2 separate regions of the Ovis aries genome follow, and region 2 is linked to region 1. A link is a contact called in public Hi-C data. All regions are on one chromosome and are shown on one strand. Each heading gives the region's core, a stretch centred on a gene start, on an enhancer-like site or on the middle of the called end of the contact. The rest is flanking DNA. Distances are from core to core; before and after follow the strand shown. Region 1 has its middle 52 kb from the start of DCTN6. Region 2 overlaps GTF2E2 (general transcription factor IIE subunit 2).

Region 1 (4,179 bases), core at 797-3,296:
ACAAGTCAAACGGTTGGGTCACATTCTCACACCGGCTGCCAGGAGCCCACCCACGTACAGTGACAGAAAGTTTGGGATCTGAGCGTGGCTCTTGGACTGGGAAGTACCTCCAAAGCAACTACTTTGCAGAGTAAAATCCAAGTTCCTTAGTTTGGAGTAGGAAGCCTAGCATGATCTGATTCTAGTCTATTTTTCCATTTTCTCTCCTGCCTCCCTTCCCCATACACATACTCACGCCCCATAACCAATGTACCACTATAGCTGGCCTCTCTATGACTACAAGTCTCTATAGGCGCTGTTCACATTCTAGAATGTTCTTCCTCCTTTCCTACCCGAACAGTCTCAAGAGACTAACTCAGATGTCATATCTTCTTGAGTGGGAAATAAACTGGATTTTAAGTTTCATTTCACTGAATTTTATCCTCAGTTGTCATTGTAGTCATTATCATTTCTCCTGGGCAGAAATAGGTATGTCTCACGAATATGGACAGAGGAGCCTGGTGGGCTACAGTCCACGGGGTCGCAAAGAGTCGGACACGACTGAGCGACTTCACTTCACTTCTTCATGAATATGAAACATGCATGGTAAACTGCTATTAGTCACCACAAATTCCCATGAACTAGCATTCCTAAACCCTGACAGTACAATTACTATTGACAGCAAAGTAGAACATACACAAACTGTTTCAAGAATCTATTTAGGTTGAGGGCTTCCCTGGCAATCCAGTAGTTAAGACTCTGAGCTTCCAGTGCAGGGACCACAGGTTCCATTCCTGGTCAGGGAACTAAGATACCACATGCTGCAGAGCTCTGCTGAAAAAATTTTTTTTAAGTTTAAAGAAAAGTAAAGTTAGGTTATATGAAAAAAGACATGCTTTTGACCAGACTGGTAGTTGCAAGTTATTGCTAGCTGGGCGTGCTGCTGCTTAGTTAAAGACTACATTTCCTAGCCTTCCTTGCAGCTAGATGTGGCCGCAGGACTAGGTCCCTGCCCCGGAATGTGAGTAAAAGGGTAGGTGCAACTTCTGTGTTTGCTGCTTGAAAGGGAATTGCCTACCCTCCTCTTTTTCTCTTTTCCTTTCATAGGTTGAAGCATGGATATGGTTATGACCCAGCAGTGCCTGTGCAGTTAAGGATAATATCCTTACCAGTCCATCCTAAAGGAAATCAGTCCTGAACATTCATTGGAAGGACTGATGTTGAAGCTGAAACTGCAATACTTTGGCCACCTGATGCGAAGAACTGACTCATTTGAAAAGACCCTGATGCTGGGAAAGATTGAAGGGGGAGGAGAAGGGGATGACAGAGGTTGAGATGGCTGGATGGCATCACCGACTCAATGGACACGAGTTTGAGTAAACCCCGGTAGTTGGTGATGGAGAGGGAGGCCTGGCGTGCTGCAGTCCATGGGGTCGCAAAGAGTTGGACACAACTGAGCGACTAAACTGAACTAAGGATAATATCCTACAGATGATGACACACAACAGGATGAGAAGAAGCCAGAACCCCAGCTGACCCACCAATCTGGACCACTCTGGTCTCTGGTGTGAGAAATAAATTAATTTAAGCCACTATGTATGTGTGTGTAGATAGACGTCTCTTTAACATAGCAGCTTAACCCTACATTGCTTTCTGAGGTGGAGTAGGCAGAGAGCTTCTCCAAAGCAGAGATGAAATCTCTGTCATCTTTTTATCTCCAGCCCCCAGCAAATCACCTGATTTAAAAAAAAAAAAAAAAATTCAATAAGCCTTTCCTGATTGATTGAATGGATGCCTGAACTGGTAAGAACTAAAGCCATAAAAAGTGAATTGGATTAAATCTGAAGAGCCTGGGATGTCCTGGTTAGGAATTTGGACTTTACATAGCCCACATTAAGGGTCCATGGAAAGTTTTCAGAGAAAAAGAATTTCACGTGTTCTGGCTTCTCAGAATTGTGTTAGCTGGCGACACCTGCTGGCCACTTGGAACCCCGCAGCCTTGCGCAGGCTGCGACTCCAGGGAAGAAGAGATGAAGTTGTTAAACACTGTTTAAAGTTACAAATGGGAAGACAGCGACCTTGTGATAAATAAGAAAAGTTGGGAACTACTCTGGGCCAGTCATTGTGATGGGTGCTGTAGGAGGGAGGCAGAAAACTTTAGACATGGTTCTTGGTGTGGAAATTTAAGGTGCATTTTTTTTTTTTAAACGTTTCTGTCCTTTACTCTCGATAAGCTTCTAAAAAATACCTGTTCAAGAGCTGGTCCAACTGACACAACAGCTGGCCCAGACAGGGTGACACCTGAAGAGTCTGATGGCCCAGCTGGACCCCTTCTTTGAGCGGTGACTCGCCTGGCTGGAGCCCAACAGGAGCTTTTCTGCACATAAAACTACAAGGTCATCTACCAGCTGCAGCAAGACAGCAAGCCAAACAAGAGTGGAGGTTCTGCACCCAGAGGCCAGCATACCATTTCCTGAGGACCTGTGTATAGAAGAAGAGGCTGGTGACAGTCAGGCCTGGGAGGAGCCCCTAATCGGAGGCAGGGACAAGGAACCTCGCGACCCCTAAAGAAATGGAGAAGGGGTTACAGAGAAGATGCAGCTGGGTGCCCAGTCACAGCCCCCCGCTGGGAAGGAAGGACAACAGCCGACTTTTTGGTAAAATGGTCTGTTATTGTCGGGGCGGGGAAGCCTCTTGTGCCCTTTCCTGCCTCTTGTCTTTCTTTCTTGTCTATTTGCATGGGCTTACACTTTCCTCGGAGCCTCCCTGGTGGCTCAGAGGTTAAAACGTCTGCCTGCAATGCAGGAGACCTGGGTTTGATCCCTGGGTCAGGAAGATCCCCTGGAGAAGGACATGGCAACCCACTCCAGTATTCTTGCCTGGAGAATGCCATGGACAGAGGAGCCTGGAGGGCTACAGTAAATGGGATTGCAAAGTCGGACACGACTGAGCGACTAACACACACGCGCACACACACACACACACGCGCGTGCGCACACTTTTCTCATTTCTATTAAAGGAGTAAGTTATTTGAGCCAGCTTGTGATTTTGATTAAAACAAAACAAAACAAGGAACCACAACCAAACCAAACAAAAAGCCCACAGTGTCATAAGAGATTAGCCGTTTTCTCAGATGAGACAGTACTCTGAGGTTTTTGGCTGGACACACAGGGGAGATTTTTCTCAATTTTGTTTTGAGAGAAGATGTTCTATTCCTAAAAACCAGTCTGATCACCCCTAAGGACGCCGTGTAGCCCCTGCAATGGTCCTTTGCCCTTTAACTTCTGCCTCCAGGAAGGACACTCAGAGAAACTTTCTGATCCCTTTTAGCAACGGGATAAGACCATGTACTTCTCTGTGACAATATACCTGAGTTTTAAAAGTCTTTTCAATTTCATATTTTTGTAAGCCATCACAGATTTCTAATACAACATATGACTAAACTTAAGATGAATGCCCAGATAAAAAGTGCTTCGGGAATCACAGGAAGGGAGATGGATGTAAGATGATGAGGCCTTTAGGAGAGGGTCTGTGCGTGGAGGAGAGCGGGCATTTGGTTAAGCCTTGGAGGGAAAACAGTTCATAGTAGGCTCCATTCCTATCCCTTCTCCCACCCTTTCCTTAAAACTCTTCTCCTGGCCTCTGCAAATGACAAAAGAACTCATTTTTGAGATGATTTTTAAAACCCTTGATGAACTGGTAACTGGCCACCCCCACTCCCCACGCAAGTCTGTCTAACCAGGCACCAGCGTTCCCTCCACCAGCCTCCATCGGAGAGCCCAGCTGCGTGAGTGTCTAAACTAAAGGGACTCAGCACTACTGGAAGCAGGAGTCCCTGCCTGGACTGTGCAGAGTTGGCTTTTTTGGGGGAAGGGGGAGTATGGGGTGGGAGGATTCCTACAATGAATTAAATTACAAATAGCACGCAGCTGCAGCAGGAAGGGGCCTGTGTTTTCTGCCAAAGGATTGTAACCTGTTTTGATGGCTACTCATCCCTCGTGCATGGAAAAGTTGCTTTTCTGAGTCCTTGTTCCCAGCTGCTGGCCCTCGCTCACCAGGCCAGGCCTCCAGACCTGGGCAGGAAGTGAAGCTAGGATGAAGGCTTCCCAGTCAATGTCCGGTTCCTTTTGCATCATCCCAGACCATTCCTGGGCTGGACTCTCTGCAGTCCGAGGGTGCTTCATCAGATTGGCCAGACCT
Region 2 (4,177 bases), core at 1,562-4,061, 340 kb before region 1:
TTTATCAACTTCATTCTCTTTTTACTCTCTAGTTGATACATTATGAGAGTTTTGTTACAGTCTGTTATCATTTATTCATGAATCCATGTTTCGACAAATACTTATCGATTTCCTGTTGCCTTCTTTGGTCATCTTGGTAATGTAGGAGGTACAGTGGTGAACAGCATAGGATAGTTTTAGCCTTTGTGGAGCTTACTTATATTCTGAAGGGGAAAATAGATGATATCACACAAAATAAAAACTGATTGCAGATGATATCACACAAAATAAAAACAGGGTGGAGCTCAGAAAAGACCACTGTGGGAAAAAAGAGGAAGAATGAGCTGGAGCCAGCCTGGTGAAGTGTTAGGACAGTGCCCATGTGTGCAGTTGTGCAGGGAGAGATCTTTCAGGTAGAAAACAGCAAACGCTGAATGACTGATTTTTTTTTTTTTGTTAACCTGGTGGTTCTTAATTATTTAATCAGGTTCAGTGGACTGTTTTTCTTACACAGACCAGAATATAAATGAAGAAGTTGTTTACATTTTTATGTAGAATTAACCATTGAATGTTATAGCTACAAGTGAACTAATGTATGATTCATTTGATTCAATAAATGTGTGATTCATTCGTTTATGAAAATACCATTCATAATTAGTATTTTCCTAAAGTGATAAAAATTCTTGGTAAAGTTCTAAAAAAATTCATACAAAGTATAGCTGTTCTGTGATATACAGAGGTTAATGATAGTATATTCATATACATTATGCACCATATATTCCTAGAAAATCAAGTGTGTACTTAACCAATATAAGAAATACTTGATATATGTAAACCACAGTTGGGTTCTAGCTCAGTTTCTTATTTTGTTGTTCAGTCGCCAAGTCGTGTCCAACTTTTCGCAGTCCCATGGACTGCAGCACACCAGGCTTCCCTGTCCCTCACCATCTCTGAGTTTGTCCAAGTTCATGTCTGTTGAATTGGTGATGCCATCTAACTATCTCACCCTCTGTCACCTCTTTCTGCCTTCAGTCTTTCCCAGCATCAAGATCTTGTCCAGTGAGTCAGCTGTTAGAATCAGGTGGCTAAGAATCAGGTGGCCAAAGTATTGGAGCTTCAGCTCAGTCCTTCCAAAGAGTATTCAAGGATGATTTCTGTTAAGATTGGCTGGTTTGATCTTGCAGTCCAAGGGACTCTCAAGAGTCTTCTCCAGCACCACAGTTTGAAAGCATCAGCTCTTTGGCTCTCTGTTTTCTTTACTATCCAGCTCTCACTTCTGTACATGACTACTGGAAAACCCGTAGGCCTTGACTATGCGGACCTTTGTTGGCAAAGAGATGTCTTTGCTTTTTAACACACTGTCATAGCTTTTGTTTTGTCATAACTTTGCTACTGAGAAGCAATAGTCTTTTAATTTCATGCCTGCAGTCACCATCCGCAGTGATTTTGGATCTCAAGAAGAGGAAATCTGTCACTTTTCCCCTTCTATTTACCATGAAGTGTGCCATGATCAGGGGCTTCCCTGGTGGTGCAGAGGTTAAAGCGTCTGCTTGCAATGTGGGAGACCTGGGTTCGATCCCTGGTTCCAGAAGATCCCCTGGAGAAGGAAATGGCAACCCACTCCAGTATTCTTGCCTGGAGAATCCCATGGACGGAGGAGCTTGGTGGGCTACAGTCCACGGGTCGCAAAGAGTCGGACACGACTGAGCGACATGATCTTAGTTTTTTTAACATTGAGTTTTAAGCTGACTTTTTCACACTCTTCTTTGACCCTTGTTAAGAAGCTCTTTAGTTCCTCTTTGCTTTTTGCCGTTAGAGTGGTATCATCTTTTATTAGTTATTAGTGGTGTTATCAGTTTATTATAAATTTATATTTATCATTAATCTGTGTACTTTTTACTAAAGATGATTGGGAGGAAGCATGATTTTTCAACCTTGGCAGTGTTGACATTTGGAGCTGGATACTTTTTTTGGAGTCACGGCTGTCACAGTGCATTGTGGGACGATTAGCAGCATCACAGGCTGCTCTCGGTGCCAGTAGCAGACTTTCCCCCACAGTGTGAGTCCCCAAAATGTATCTAGACATCACCACTGGTTCCCTGGAGAGTGGAATTGCCCGGGTTATATTAAAGGTATAGTTTACATTTATAAAACAGAAATGCTACAGTATGTTGTCTTCAAGCTTCTTTTCATGTGTTCTTCAGCACATTCAGTGATAGCAAATATAGCAAAGTGAATAAGATTTCTGTCCTTGAGCCCAGGCAGAAGGAGGAATGACACGGGTACACATATGGTGCAACATGCCACACAGCATGTCACTGTGGTGTTCATAACCGTGCTGTAGAGCCCTGGGGGTCACAGCTACCACAGGAAGCTCAGGGCTGAGATGCCCATTAGTTGAAAGTGTTGGTGTTGCCTAAATCACTTAATTTTAAAAACTGAGGTTTTCTGTTATTGACTTACATTATGTGTTTCCAGAGAAGATCTATTGAAAAGTGATGCATATTTTAACATCTGTCTTTCTCTGTGTCCATCTGTCTCTTCTTTTGTGTTTTGTTTCTCAAAATGTTTTGTTTTGTGCTGATGAGGCTGTTTGTTCTAGCCCACTAGGTGGCAGTCTTAGCTGTAGAGAGGACATCTTGAGTGGGCAAGCTTTCCAGTCACACTGAAGACTCACCCTTCGTTCGTTCTGTGATAGAAGCAGACGTCCAAAAATGAGACATAGCATAAGTACGGAGAGAGTCTGTTGTGTGGTAATTTAAAACATTAAATAGATAAGTGAATCCAGAGTAGTTGAACCTTGGTATGTGTTTTATTTCACAAAGGTGCCTATTTCCTTAAGTCAGAATCTTACTAATTTAGCGGCAGTATAAATGCAGAGGTCCAGAGGGTGGGCTGAGTAATTGATCTGTTGGTATAAATCTTGGCTCTGCTGCTTACTAGCGAAGACAAGATGCTCTGTCTGAGATTTCTTATCTGTTGGGTTGGCCAGAAAGTTTGTTTGGATTTTCTGCAAGATGCTATGGAAAAACTTGAATGATCTTTTCAGCCAATCCAGTATAAAATAGGAATAATGGTGTCTGTTCATTTGTGGTCCTTATGAGGTTTAAATGAGTAAATATAAATAAAAATGCTTAGAGCTTGGAATGGAACCTGACACATAGTAAGAATAATAGTAACATCAGGCTGGCTACTATTAGCAGCATTAAAAATATAAAGTAGTACCAAAATCCTTGGTTTAATCTTCACTCAGTGAATCTGTGGCTTGGCAGTTGGTTAGTGAAGCGAGTGAAAGTCGCTCAGTCGTGTCTGATTCTTTGCAACTCCATGGACTATATAGTTCATGGAATTCTCCAGGTCAGAATACTGGAGTGGGTAGCCTTTCCCTTCTCCAGCAGATCTTCCCAACCGAGGTCTCCTGTATTGCGGGCAGATTCTTTACCAACTGAGCCAAAAGGGAAGCCCAAGAATACCGGAGTTGGTAGCCTATCCCTTTTCCAGTGGATCTTCCTGACCCAGTAATTGAAGTAGGATCTCCTGCATTGCAGGCGAATTCTTTACCAACTGAGCTATACAGATAGCAAAGAAACCAAGTCAGTTTAGCAGTTAGTTGGAATTGCTGATCTGTGGCAGTGAGGTAATGTTAGGTGGTGTTCCTTGGAGGAAGTCTGATGACAATCTGGTTGTTCCTTCTGATTGCCAGTAAATTGTTTTTTTTCTGCCTGGAAGCTTCAGCAATTTCAGCTTTATCCTTAGAATCCAGGACTCCTCCCAGTGGCTAGCCACTCTGCCTGGGGCCCTGATGCTGTCTTAGTTCATTTCCTAATAGCTATATGGTATTCCAGATATGACCATACTTTAAAAGATTTTTTCTGATGTTCCACAGAGAAAAATTTAATTTTTTTGCTATATGCTATTGTAAGCTTTATAAATAATGCTCAATCCTTCTATATAAATATATTGTATGTACACTTTGCCTAGTTATCTTATTTTGTTTTCTTAAAGTATAATTGATGGGACAAAAAAAAGATAAGGCATACTTGAAAAAATTTCAGTAGCCTGCCTAATGCCCAACCTATTTTAGGAGACCAGTCTTTATGCAGAGGTTTCCATTTCTTGACCTTCACCAATACTGGATGTTTTTAGTTGACTTTGCCAGCCTTCCAGAACATAAAGATTATCTTGATTTTAATTTTTC

What was found. A called contact is a pair of places that touch in the nucleus more often than the background predicts.
Region 2: a contact with region 1 is called in a Hi-C map of tail adipose tissue, with 6 times the contacts expected there. The contact joins two enhancer-like sites. A contact is called at or near these places in 10 of 16 Hi-C or Micro-C datasets (blood, hypothalamus, liver and 6 more).

Annotation. Positions count from the first base shown.
Region 1 is chr26:25,509,363-25,513,541 of ARS-UI_Ramb_v3.0, reverse strand. No RefSeq gene overlaps it. Among named protein-coding and RNA genes, the nearest start is that of DCTN6, 52 kb to the right of the region's middle. Within about 2 kb of position 2,046, at least 5 of the 54 cell types and tissues checked have an H3K27ac peak or open chromatin away from gene starts, as enhancers often do.
Region 2 is chr26:25,854,870-25,859,046 of ARS-UI_Ramb_v3.0, reverse strand. The region is part of intron 6 of GTF2E2 (general transcription factor IIE subunit 2); the gene reads left to right. Among named protein-coding and RNA genes, the nearest start is that of SMIM18, 52 kb to the left of the region's middle. Within about 2 kb of position 2,811, at least 6 of the 54 cell types and tissues checked have an H3K27ac peak or open chromatin away from gene starts, as enhancers often do.